2 separate regions of the Hordeum vulgare genome follow, and region 1 is linked to region 2. A link is a contact called in public Hi-C data. All regions are on one chromosome and are shown on one strand. Each heading gives the region's core, a stretch centred on a gene start, on an enhancer-like site or on the middle of the called end of the contact. The rest is flanking DNA. Distances are from core to core; before and after follow the strand shown.

What was found. Hi-C and Micro-C count contacts between places; a contact is called where the count stands out from the background.
Region 1: a Hi-C map of leaf shows a contact between it and region 2, with 2.9 times the contacts expected there. The contact joins the enhancer-like site here to the promoter of LOC123449242 in region 2. A contact is called at or near these places in 3 of 6 Hi-C or Micro-C datasets (leaf and seedling).

Annotation. Positions count from the first base shown.
Region 1 is chr4H:520,564,059-520,570,955 of MorexV3_pseudomolecules_assembly, reverse strand. No RefSeq gene overlaps it. Among protein-coding and RNA genes, the nearest start is that of LOC123449243, 58 kb to the right of the region's middle. Within about 2 kb of position 5,320, at least 2 of the 3 cell types and tissues checked have open chromatin away from gene starts, as enhancers often do. A contact at or near this core is called in leaf, where this site is marked.
Region 2 is chr4H:520,165,115-520,171,406 of MorexV3_pseudomolecules_assembly, reverse strand. LOC123449242 (inositol-tetrakisphosphate 1-kinase 2) reads right to left here and starts at 4,198. Exons shown (of 10, transcript XM_045126385.1): 1 at 3,725-4,198; 2 at 1,843-1,924; 3 at 1,627-1,659; 4 at 957-1,077; 5 at 412-504. The coding sequence starts at 3,909.

The DNA.
Region 1 (6,897 bases), core at 4,071-6,570, 400 kb before region 2:
AATAACATCATGCTAATTATGTCAAAATACATCGTGTGTCTGAGTTAGTTTTATTTAAATTATACAAATTAGCTGTCAAAACAATAATTTTTTAAAAAAAAACAAGATACATTTTAGACTTATCAGTTGGTCCACATGGTTATGTAGAACGTATTTCTGGGAGCTCCTTCTCGGCGCTTAAGGCGCCGCTTAGCCCTCCTGATGCTCGCGCGCGCGAATGCCGTCTAGTGGGCCGGTCCAACAGCTACTTCGATGCCAAAAGAAAAACTATCCTCGGACAGTATACGCGTGAGCTGGGATTCAAACCCACGTGTTAACTGTGGTAGTCTCAGCATAACAACCACTACGCCAAGACGACTAAGTGATACAGAATCCGGAAAAAAAACTATTCAATGCATCGGCCTATTCATGAAAAATCCAATGATTTTTAATAAAATTTCATAAAATTTAAAAAAATTATCACAAAAACTGAAAAGTGTTCATAAAAATTTGAAAAGAAGTTCATCAATTTTAAAAAAACTTCACAAAATTGAATTTTATTCCTCAGTTTTATGAAATAGTTCATCCAATTTGAAATAAGTTCGTTGAATTTGAAAAAAGTTCATAGATTTTGAAAAAAATGCATCAAATTTGAGAAAATGTCATCATAATTAGAAATTTTTTGTCAGATCCAAAAAAATTTCAGCTTATCCGAAAAAATTCATCGATTTTGACGAAAGTTCGGCGGATTTGGAAAATTGATTCATCTGATCCGAAAAAATTCAGGGGATTTCGAAAATAGTGTCATCAACTTGAACACAGTTCATCAAAAACATTTTAATGGTTTCTTCCAATGTTCTACTTTCTCATTTTTTTTGTCTCCTTATTTCAAGTTTCTATTTTATCTTTTCTAATGTGTATTTTTTCACCTTATAGGTTTTTTGTATTTACTTTTTTACTTTTTTATATCATTTCGTTTTTAGTTATGTAATACTACTTTTTATGTATCCTTTTCATATTGCCTAATCCTCTTTTCCTTTTGCCTTTTTAATTTATTTTTTTTGTATATTTTTAAAAATAAATCTAAAATTGTTTGACCCAAAAGCAAAGATATTTAGGATTATTTACGTTTAATACATGAACAATTTTAGATACGTTTGCCATTTCGAAATACCTGTTAATATTTTTTTAAAGATGTTGAATATTGTTTAGTCTAAAATATATTGTTATAATATCTTAAACATTTTTTAGTATTCTTGAACATTTTTGATACATGTTGAACTATTGGGCCGTCCGATACAACCAAGCGAGTAAATGCTGTAGCACCAGGCAGCGCCTAAAGCACCGCGTGTGTGTCATGCGGAAAATCCTATTTAGCGCCACAGGCGTCAGTTAAAGGAAACATTTGCTAACCGGCGCCTGCAGCACTCCGCATGGGCCATCCCATTTAGAGATCAGATCTGTGTTTTAGCCCATGAACTTTTTTCTAAATCAATGAACTTTTTTAAAAATCTGTGAATTTTCTTGAAAATATATGATTTTATTAAAATGGCTGAACTTTTTAAAAAAATCTGAGAACATAATTTCAAATTTGTGAACTTTTTTCAAGATCAATGAACGTGTTTGCGTTCGGAAGGCGAGAAAAATGCTCATGGTGCCATGCTCACGTGGTCCGTGTAATTCCAGAAAAATGCTCTTGCTGCCATGCTCACGTCTTTGCGTTCGTGTCACGTGTTGTACCTCTTGTCAAGAAAATGATACACAAGCTTTTCCTATTCACCGAAAGAAAACCCGAAGGAGACCAACATAAATAATTAAAACCAGATTAGAAAACCGAGCGGGAAAAAACTTGCACAATATTAGGCCTGGTCAAATCCTTCGGCTTATGGCAAGCCTAATACAAATCAGTATGAACAACATATAGCTCTGGGGGGAGCTCTCGTGTGCATTAGACAACTCGATCGGGCTCCGTCGTGAATCTTGCAACTAGCTCGAGACACAAAGGATTCAAGGATAATCTTTTTTGATGCAAACCGCTTGGATTCGGAAGGCGAGAAGTTGCTTGAGGCGAGGAGGAACAAGATCAGCATGCATAGGGAGTACGAGTGGGCGAGAGCGACGGTCGTAGCAGCCGACGTGGTCCGGATGACACCCAACGAATGATTTATCATGTTGACGAGACACGAGCGTTGAATTTCATTTTGGCATCTGGCATGTTTTTTTCTTTTCTTTCCTGCATTATTGAATTGGTGATGCGTTTTTTTTGTTATGTGATCGATATGTATGAATTTTCAAGTGTTGATACGAGAAGTTCGGCTCTCCGGTAGGACTTTTGAGGTGCCATCCGACAATGTTCTAAAAGTTTAGGGAACCGGGTTTGCCAAGTCCAAATGTTGGTGACCGGATTTGTCATACACAGACACACGCTTAACACGGCACACGACATCAATGCGATGAACCGTGCCCGAACGGAGAAAATGAGCAACCTTCTTCTTACCGCGGGTGTATCAAAGGGCCGTCCGTCGCCAACAGCTGCCGCCGTCTCCATGTACTCTGGATGTACGTACGTGCGCACCCACAATTTTGTTGACTTATATATGTAAATATATTTTCTCGGTCTTAAAATAAGTGTCTTAAGCTCAATACAATTTTATACCAAATCTAGTATAAAGTTGATGTACTATTTATTTTTGGACGGAGGGAGTAATAAGTTAGCTATAATATCGCTCCCGGTGGGAATTTGCGATCCATATGGCTGGCTGTCGGTAGCAGGATGGATCAGCCGTCGCTTATCCCACGTGCATGGCCGCGGGATAGCCAACAGACGGGATCGTATGCGTTAGTGATCTGCCCGTGACAGGACGGACCCGTCGCTACGTCGGACTCACAACCATAGCGCGCGCGGCTGACCCACCAGACGCCACGGACGTACTGCAGACGTTGGTACCCGTTGATGCCACACACCGCAGCCAGCACCGGATCCGTCCGTCCCCGTTGCACCGTGCGCTGTCGTCCCTCTGATGCATCCTGCATTTCGGAAACACCTGTTCCATCCTTTCAAAAGCAAGCCGTCGGCAGGTCGACCCGATCGTCAGCCAGATTCGGCCGATCGAGCTCCGGCCGGGCTCCGCATATATCCCCCATATCTCGCCCGATGTGATGCGCCGGCAAAAAGCAGCCGAGGGGGGCAACGCGATGATCCGCGGCCAGATCTCCCTCCCTCCCTCCGCTGCAAACCGCCCGTTTGCGCCCTCAAATCAGCGGCGATGACCCGACGCCGACGGTGCAGTGCAGTACGTGACGGGCCAGTTCAGCTCGCTCCACTCGGAGGCGATCTTTCGCCCCTACCGGCCGGTACAGTGCGGTACGTTCATGTCAAGCTCGACGGGATCGGCACGTACGCACGTACGTGTACGTACCTGGAAGCGGGATTTGATTGCACTAGGCGCGAATCAATCGACCGCCGCATGCATGCCTTGTTATGTACGTACAGGATAGGCACGAATAGTCAGCAGGGGACGGGGATGGGGACGGGCCCATACGATACGATACGGGCCATATCCTTTGCCCGGCGCCGGGGGCCATGCCTCGTCACTGTTGACACGGATTCCACGCCAAAGCTTAGCTTGCCATGCAAACGCTAATAATTCGGTGTGGAGTGGACAGTTGCAGGGGGCGGAGCATGGCCGTGCAGCGGCAGCAGACGGTTTTTCTTCTTCTTTTTACGAGAAGGGGAATAAAGAAAGAAAGAAAGCGTCGACCTGCAGCGTAGTTGCCCTGCTCTGCTCCACAGTTGGCTAATTGAGGGAGGTGGTGAGAGCGAGACGCATGACCCGCTGCGGCCAATGATTGTCTGCAGGGAGTCTTGCTTTTGCTTGTTACACGGGCGCCCGGCCCGGCCGGCGCGTCATGTGGGCTGCACCACCATATCCACAACCAAATCCACCCCGAATGATGATGGGAGACAGCCTAGTACTGCCGCCATCGCCCCGGATGCAACATGGATGGTCCCTCCATCTCGCTCTCGCTCTCGCTCCGCCAACGCGCCGCAGGCGTACCTGCTCTCGCCGGTTGCATCCACCCCTTACCATCCACCCCTTATTATCTGCTAGCTAGCTAGTACCACCGCTCCGTAAGATATCATCCAAGAACAGATCTCTCCTCAGTACGCGTCGCGCCGTGTCAGTCTGACGCGATGAGGACCGAGATTTGAGGATCCCGTTTCATGAATGAGTTGCGTCCAGATCCACAGCAGCCGCACGGCTACATGCATGCATGCAGGGAGGGAGCACTGGCCAAGGAAGCAGACGCTGCCGCTGCAGGGATGCCAGCCAGCCTACCGGACACGACGAACATTCTTTCAATAATTGCGTCTGGCAGCCACGCTGTGGCGCCAGCTCCGATCCGGAGAGCCAGAGATCAAGGCATGGACACGCAGACTGACTGATGATCAGGGAAAAGCCAAGGTCGAGAGGTTCGAAACGACGGTTGTTTTTGAATGCCGAAGCCGGCCGGCAGGGATCTCGGCGCCATGCGGAGCGCGGCGACGCGTCACGGCTAGTGGGGCGCCACATTGAACTCCCCTCTCGGCTCGGGATGCAGATGGGAGCGCGCGCGGTGGCATGCGCTGCGTGTGACCGGCGTTAACTCGTCGGACTAGATTACTGCACCCCGTTCCGTCCCGTTCGGTCACGGGAAACCGGCCGGCTTCCCGTCCGGACGCGCCGTGCATTTGCTAGCGAGCTGCTCCGTCCAAGGGTAGGACGCGCGTGAGCCGTGAGGGGCGGGAGATGCCGCGTGTACCGTCTGCATATTTTAGGACGGATCGATGGGCTATCTAGCCTGGATACTCATGATACTGCCACTAAGTATATTTTAACCCCATGCCTCCCTCGATCGTGTTTTGACTGGCAAGCGATGACATATTCTATTTCTACTCCATATAGAAACCCAAGGGCAAATGACATTTTAGGGGCTGGAAGCATCGAGTGACACTGGATACGTGCCCGTATCATTGGCACTGCATACAAGTTTTGACGTCTCTCACGATGTAACGGCGCACATATATTTTTACTAAAGTCGTGAATTCTGATCGTTTTCTTCTGATTTGCCACCCGCCATCCCATCAAATTAATCGCGTGCAAAAGAAAGCTCCCATCAGAATACTAGTTCCGAAACGTCATTCGGGTCGAAAGTTCTGGAGCAGTCCAAACTAGAACGTCAGCTGTAGTTTCTCCACTTGTTTTATTTTGCACGGTGAAACGCGGTTTGGAATAACTCCTCATCCCCACCGGCACCGGCCACCAGGCTGTTACTATCAGAGATCGGTTCCGGGCTGGGTCCATCACCCATCATTGAATCGGACACGTACATGACATGGATGACCTCGGACGGTTGCTGTAGCCCGATACCAGACGGCCCACTGGTAGTCGCACAACGTAACTGCCAGAGCAGCCACACAAAAGCACCCGAAAATTGACAATCCAATCCGCACGGAGATATAACTCTTGCCGCGAGTCCGGTTCAAGGTTGCGAGCGGAGCGAGCGTCGTAATCGATCATGCACAGATACAGAAAGTAAGTTGATACAGAAAAGTAGGGGGGAGTCTTTCTTTATTAATCATTGATCAGGGTATTGCACAATGGGGTGCTCTTCTCTTTATATAGCCTAGAGGTAAGGGGGATAAATGTCCACTTAACGTTAAGTGGGAAACGTTCGGTCAAAGGGAGGACGCTGGCCGAGTCAGGCCGCGCCGCTCCTATCGACCCGGTAGTTTTTCAACACTCCCCCTTGGACAGTTATCCGTCTGTGATTTGCAATCATGCAGGTTCGACGGGTACCCAGCGTCGGCGTAACCTATAAGAGATAGGTCTTGATTCATTTTACAAAATAGGCCAAGATCTTTGGTCCCTTGTGGGTAATGGAAGATGTACTTGATACCTTTCCAATGTCTCTTGGTAGGTTTAGAACTGTACCTAGCGAGCAAACTGACGGCAAAAGTAATGTCTCGTCGTGTACAGTTTGTAAGGTACATGAGTGCTCCAACTGCACTAACGTAAGGACCTCTGGTCTGAGAGTTTTCTCCCCCTATTCCTTAGGCCTAGACGGGTCCTTGTCTGGCTGTAAAGATCTCCCGGCCATCGGGGTCTTAGAAGGATATGCCTTATCAAATTCAAATCTTTCCAACACCTTCTAGGCGTAGGCCGACTGGTGCACTAGAATCCCGTCAGGGGAATGTTCAAGTTGCAGACATCAGGTAGACAGAACTTGGTTTTACCCAAATCCTTCATGTCAAATTCCGACATCAGGTAGGGAGTTGCTTCCTCAATATCCTTAGGTGTACCGATTATGTTTAAATCATCCACGTACGTTGAGATTATACATAATCCATCTTGGGATCGTCGTACAAAAATACATGGGCAATCTTTATTGCTCGTGCAGACCTTCTGATGAACGATATCTCTTAGGCGATTATACCACATTCTACCAGACTGTCTAAGTCCGTACAATGCCTTTTGAAGTTGAACATTGTATAGACTCATATTTGTTCTATCATGGTTCGGAACATGGATACCTTCAGGAAATTCATGTATATGTTCGAATCCAAGTTACCATATAGGTAAGAAGTGACAACATCCATTAATTTCATTTTCAAGCCCATGTTTAGTGCCATTGAGATCAAGTATCTAGAGGTAACTCCATCCATGACCGGGGAACAGGTCTCCTCAAAATCGACACCATGTCGTTGAGTGAACCCTTAGTAACGAGCCTTGCTTTGTACCGTACTACCTTATTATTTTCATCTCTCTTTCGAAGAAAAACCCACCTATGGCCAACAAAGCGAATGTGGGGGAGGAGTTCGACAAACTCGTCCGAACACCTTCCTTTTGTTGAGAGATAATAATTCAGAAGTAATTG
Region 2 (6,292 bases), core at 2,949-5,448:
ATTGATTAGAACAGTCTAATTTTCAGGAGCAGAGAATAACTCAACATTATAGTACTACCTCCGTCCCAGAATATAAGAACGTTTTTCAAGCTATGTTAACTTGAAAAACGTTCTTATATTCTGGGACGGAGAGAGTACATGATAATGGTAGCAGTTATAACATATCCACGGGCTTTCGTCAGAACCACGACAACTGCATGGAGAATACTAATCACAAGGAAAACATGTACACTCAAATCTAAACATAAGCAGCAAAAATGAACAATCAGATAACCAAATCGATCAAAATAAATGGATCATGAGAAGCTAAAGCAAAGTGATGGATCTGATTAATTCAAACGAATCACTCATAGCATAGTTCAAAACCTTTTATCCAAAAGAGCTGATAGTTTCAAGATTTGAACAAATTACCCAATGGCAAGGTTAGCCCAGCCATGGCAACTGCAGTTGGTATAGAGGATGGATCTTTCATAATGACCAGTTGGCGTGGAGTGCAAACTTCTTCTGCAATGGTCCAAAATCCAAACCATAAAAAATTATATTATAAACTATTCTAAACATATCGAGTCCTTATTAGCAAAAAAAATATCAAGTCCTTCAGAGAAGTAAGCTGAGGATGCACTTTCAGCAGCCTGCATGTCAATATACTACGTGTTCACTATAAATCAGAAAGTTACTGCTGTCCAATTGAACAGAATTTGTCACTGGACTCACCCAGCAGTAAACAAGAAATTACAGTGTCTATTCTTTTCAGTGGACTTCGTGTTTGTGTGGGTGAGTGCTTCCACTCTTTCACTCATAGAATATGCCTTCAGATCTATGCACATTCTAGAACCACAATACTCACATGAGCTGAAAAAATGTACATCACTTGCCCAAACTGTTCAACTTGGCTAATTTTCATAGCACAAATATGAAATATCAATAAAAGACGTATTACGCATCTGCAATATTACCATAGAAACTGGACAGGTTCAAGTCTGCTACTTCTTCAAGCATCGATTGTCGATTGTTCAGATGCTCGATGGCATTGGGTGGGTCGAGTACAGTGACTTCTGGATGCACTTCATGATAATCCTTCACAGAATGAAGAATGTTAAATGTAAAAATCAACATAGAAGGGGAATTCCTGATTTAGAAGCTAAGAACAAAGTGTTACAATTATGATAAGCTTTTCACAGGGAGCTGCAGTTGACAATTACGATATTTTTTGCATTAGATAATTAAGTATATTAACTGTCATCGCCGCCGACAGAATAAACAGTAAATCTTACTACCAAGGTTAGAAAACAAATGACTTCCTAGAATTCATTCAGTTCAAGTTTTCTATCTTTGACTCCCAATATATGAAAAAATGGGTTGATTGGAAGAAAATAATATCATTGGATTTTATAGGAATCACATTTTTATAACAGACTTTTTTTCAGAGATGTTTGTTGGCGACTGGGTCAATATCGGAAAACGCCATCTATTTCTGGACGGAGGGGCTATCTGACTATTGATTTCCCAGGACATGATACCAACTATACAAGAGAAATTAGATAAATGCATGACCAGCGTGCATGTTGTATCAGTATGCATGCATTTGCAGATCATCGGGTTTCTACACCTGTAGTCTAGTATTACCTCCAGAATCCGCTGCCACTCCTTGCTAGTTTTCTGCAGAAGGAAGCAAGAAACCTATCATGACATAATATTTTAAAAACATTAAGCAGAATTCACTTCTTTCAATATTCAAACCGTTTATAAACACAACCATTGGAGAAAATATGTTAGACAATCTTAGTTCTGAGACCTATGCATCCAGACTTTCAAACATATTTTAGAAAGTATTTGACTAACCTTGTGCAAGATAATATCAAATGGGCCTTGTTCTGAGAGAGGACGAGTTTCATCAATTGATATGAAACTAATTCCTTTCTTCCTGACAAAGCAAAATGCACATGTTTAAGATGTCAAGCAGCACTAATAAATAGAATAAAAGCTTGGCAACTAGTCAGCACACAAGGCTAGTGATTACAAACTTATAACACATGAGCAGACAAAATCATCCAAGTCAAATTCACTCTGCTGAACTTCAAAAAAAAAAAAAGTGCATCGCCAACTCAGCTTGGGTTAAATTTGTTTGTAGGGCCACCTGAATACTCGGTCAAATGCAAATCAGAATATATCACAAGGGTACCTCACTACCTCCCAAAGGATAAAAAGGAATTATATGGAAACCAGCATCATGTCAAAAGATTCATATTTTCAGTTACTCAACAGTAGGGGATACATAAACAATCTAAAAAAATAAATCAACTTCAGATATACAATTTGACCAAGCAAAATTTGTTCAATTCCTGAAAAGAACATTTCCCTTGTAAATTTATTTCCATTCCTTGCTTATGTTTTTCTACTAGAATGCATGCCTTACCGAAAAAGCCTTTTTCCCCGCTTTATAGATAAAGCAAACCACCACAGCCACAGAGTTCAATACAAGGTCAAATCCAAACACACACAACACAAAGTACGGGAGGGTTCTGCTGAATGCATGCCTTACTTATGTTGTTTAGCCCGTGAAGCAACTCACAAGGGTAAAGTGCACTTTTTTTTTAAGTTAAAGCAATCAAACAATAAAAGTGCATGAATAAAAAACTGAGTCATTTGTCTTTTTGTACAGGAAACATTTGACCATAATTTTGCATGATTCTCTGCAGACCCACATGATCTAACATGATACACATCTATGAATGTTGAGAATTTTCTAAGATACGCAAGTATATAAACCTTAAAATCAAGCACCCACCCAAGTATACATTTACTTTTTATTATTCAACATACTTTTTAATTATGTTCATAGGGTGAGAAGCTGGGAAGCAATTAGCAAATAATTGAACAAATTTAGCTCTTAATTCAGATAACTAGTAAAATAGCCAGCTCAAATATTGTTTCTCATTTGAGTTTTATCGAAAAATAATTGCTTGTCAGTGGCCCATGTTGCCATCAAATCTAGCGACGCATTCACTAAAGTGGAAACGATCCCAGGAAAGACATTGCCATCAACAAGTTGTCATAATCCAAGTGATGTGCTTATCCATGGGAATATTCCAACTAGAATCCCAGATGCCAGGCACAAGGATTAGCATACCACAAAGCATTTAGTCAAGTGGACATGATAATATACAATTATAGACCATGGACGCCCCCTCGTGCAATGTAACTGCCAACATTGGCACGCGGATATGGCATCTACCGATGCTAATGGAATTTCTAATCTAGAACCCAAACATGCTTCACTGAGAAGCCACTATCACAAGCCTGTAACCGCTCCTGCTAACTTTACTCCAGTCGATATCTGATTCGATCACTGATTAACAAGTGCTATAAGGAATAGAATAGCATTCCATTCCACCCCATACTGCAGAAATTATAATGGTTTGAACATCAATTACTAGTTTACTACCCGTTTGTCACCTCTGCATGTTCAAGTAAACTAGTAGTACACTACTGATGTTCAAGAACTGATCCAAGAACAGCCTTTTTCCTCCAAGAGCAAGACCCTTAAGTCATCAACACCTCTGTACCAGAAAAAAGAAACATATGTCTTCACGTTTTGTGAAATTACTCCCCACTGAGCAAACAAGAAACATATCTCCTTTCTCTGAATAAAAAAACAGCCACCACCTGCATCACCCATGAATCAATGGAGTCCATCTCTATAAGCGGTGATCCAGGCTTTTACCTCGCCAGCAAGAGCAGCTTGGGCTGGAGGAAGCTCTTCACCTTCTTCTTCGTGAGGGCGTAGCCCACCACCAGCCTCGACGCGGCGGCCGCCGCGGCACCGGCGAGCGACGACGACGACAGCAGTGCCGGATCCATCACCGCACCCTCCTCTTCGTCATCCGACACGTCCCCATGCAGCCTCATCCCCGCGAGCCCTATCCCGAGCTGCCGCCACAGATGGGCGATAAACCCAAAATGATGGGAATTCGGGGGGAGTCAAATGTCCAGGTAAAGGGGGGGATCCAGCAGAGTCGATGCTTCGCGCGCGAGAGAGAGTTTGCTGAGGTGTGGTAGGGCTATATCTGGAGGATTTTGGGGGAGGAAAATTGTTTCCCGGAGCTTTAATTAATGGCGAGACGAGTGGAAGAGGGAGCACGAGAACGGGAGCGGCCGGGTATTTGTAGACGACGAAGCGAGGAGAAGGTGAGTGAGTGGATGATTCTAATTTCTAGGTGACAATGTTATCTGCCGCACATCTACGGTCGTAGACAACCGTGTTACCTTCTCCGTACAATACAAATTGGGGGAGGCTCCCCAATCCCTCCGCTCTTCTCCCCTCCTCCTTGAGATTCTCCCCTCCTCCTTGAGAGTCCCCTTCTTACACAAAGAAAGAAAAGCGATCCCTCGACCGTCGCCACAGAGCTTTGCTCCACCGCCGCCCATGACCTTCGTTGTCGGTGATGAGGGGGGGGGGGGGGGGGGGGTCGGATCCACTTGTGTGAATATCAAGCCCTCATATATTGATTGATGAACATTTTCATAGCTCGTTGGTCCACCTAGTTGATGTAAGATTTTTCCCCGCTTTAACTCATTTTGATCTTTGCCACCATGCTCTATTCCACCCATATGGTATATCCATGATCCATGCTCATATATTGAGTGAAGTTGAATAGCTTCAACGGTGATGGTGATGATGGCGACGTTGAATAAAGAATCTTTAAATTCTTTCTCGACGAGGCTATCTGGCCTTTGTTTGGGAATGGATCTAGAAATCAGTTTTGTTCAAGTAAGGATGGCGTGGATACGGTGGCATCCTTGTGATGAACTTGTGTCCTCGGGCACCACTGTTGCGACGACGTTTGTTCCAGCGTCGACGCAGAGTTTGAAAGGTAGTCTAGGAACGGATGCAGATTATGGTCTGCATCGACGACATCTGAAAGATGGTGGATCGTGTGTTATGTTCGTGGCAGACACGTATGGTTTTCTTCCCCGACGTCTTAGTCATGCGGGGATGCCAAATATGGAGTTCGATGGTGTGTCTGAGGTGTTGATCTGGTCCAATTCGTTCAACGGCAATGTCTTTGTCTTGAAAGCACAACTTCTTCCTAAGGTGGTTTTGGTAATTAATCACAACATATGTATCATTGAACTAATGATCTTATCTAAGTTTATTTCAAAAAAGCTCAAAGATGCAATGGCTAAGGATTGTGAGGGGAACCCCTCAATACAAGAAAATAAATAGGATTGGCCAAGCTTCAAGCTACAAGACTCTGCATTTTATATTTGCGAGAAATTACATTTCAGTCCATAGGAAAGCCAATACTATTAAAAGGGGGTGAAGTATCTATAATGAATTGGTTGCTCAAGTGCTTAGAGATAGCCACCAAAAATACTCAGCCATTCTTCCACAAAAGTTCTTTGTCCAAAGCCTATACAGCAAAATTGGTGCCACCAAGATTTTCCGTTCGACCATACCGATTTTCCACCACGCAGAACCTTTGCAAAAACCCTAGAGTCTCGATACCATGAACATTCCTTTTGGTGCCACCGAAACTAGTGACCAAGTTTCTGGTATGTCGTTTTCAAGAATCAGAAATTCCAAGTCTTGGAATCGGTCTCACCGAAATTTGGAAACTGCCCTAGGTCACCCAGATCGGTACCATCGAGATTCCTATATCGGTCTCACCAAGAATACAAAAGTTGCTACATTTTGTACAAGTCTATGCCGCCGAGATTCAATCAGTTTTCACCGAGTTGGGCAATAATGTTGTAACGGTTGGATTTTTGGAGATGCCTATATATACCCATCCACCACCTCTTATTTATAGAGGAAGCACTCAGAACAGACATACACTTTCCTAACTTGGGAAGCAAGATGAAGTAGAATTGTAGCAAGTCATTGGTGCTTATTCCACCCGGACTTTGTTGTAAACTCGAGACCTCTACCTATATATAATGGAGAGCCCTCGAGACAGAAAGACCAAGTAAGAAACCCTCGAGAGCTAGGTTAGCGATTCTGCATCCTTGTAGTGGAGATCCCCATCAATATAGACACCAAAACAGGACGTAGGCTTTTACCTCCATTGGAGGGGCCGAACCTGGGTAGATCCGTCTCTCGTTCTCGATCAACCCCTTCGAGTCACTACACCGCGACGATGGCCTCATCATTAAGTCCGTTCACGAGGACATTTGCCGTGACAAAACCACGACAGTTGGCGCCCACCATGGGGCTATGGCAAGGTGGGATTAAGTTCTGGAGGGAACCCGCCCAGGGTTCAGGAGTTACGTGGTTGCCATGATGATCAAG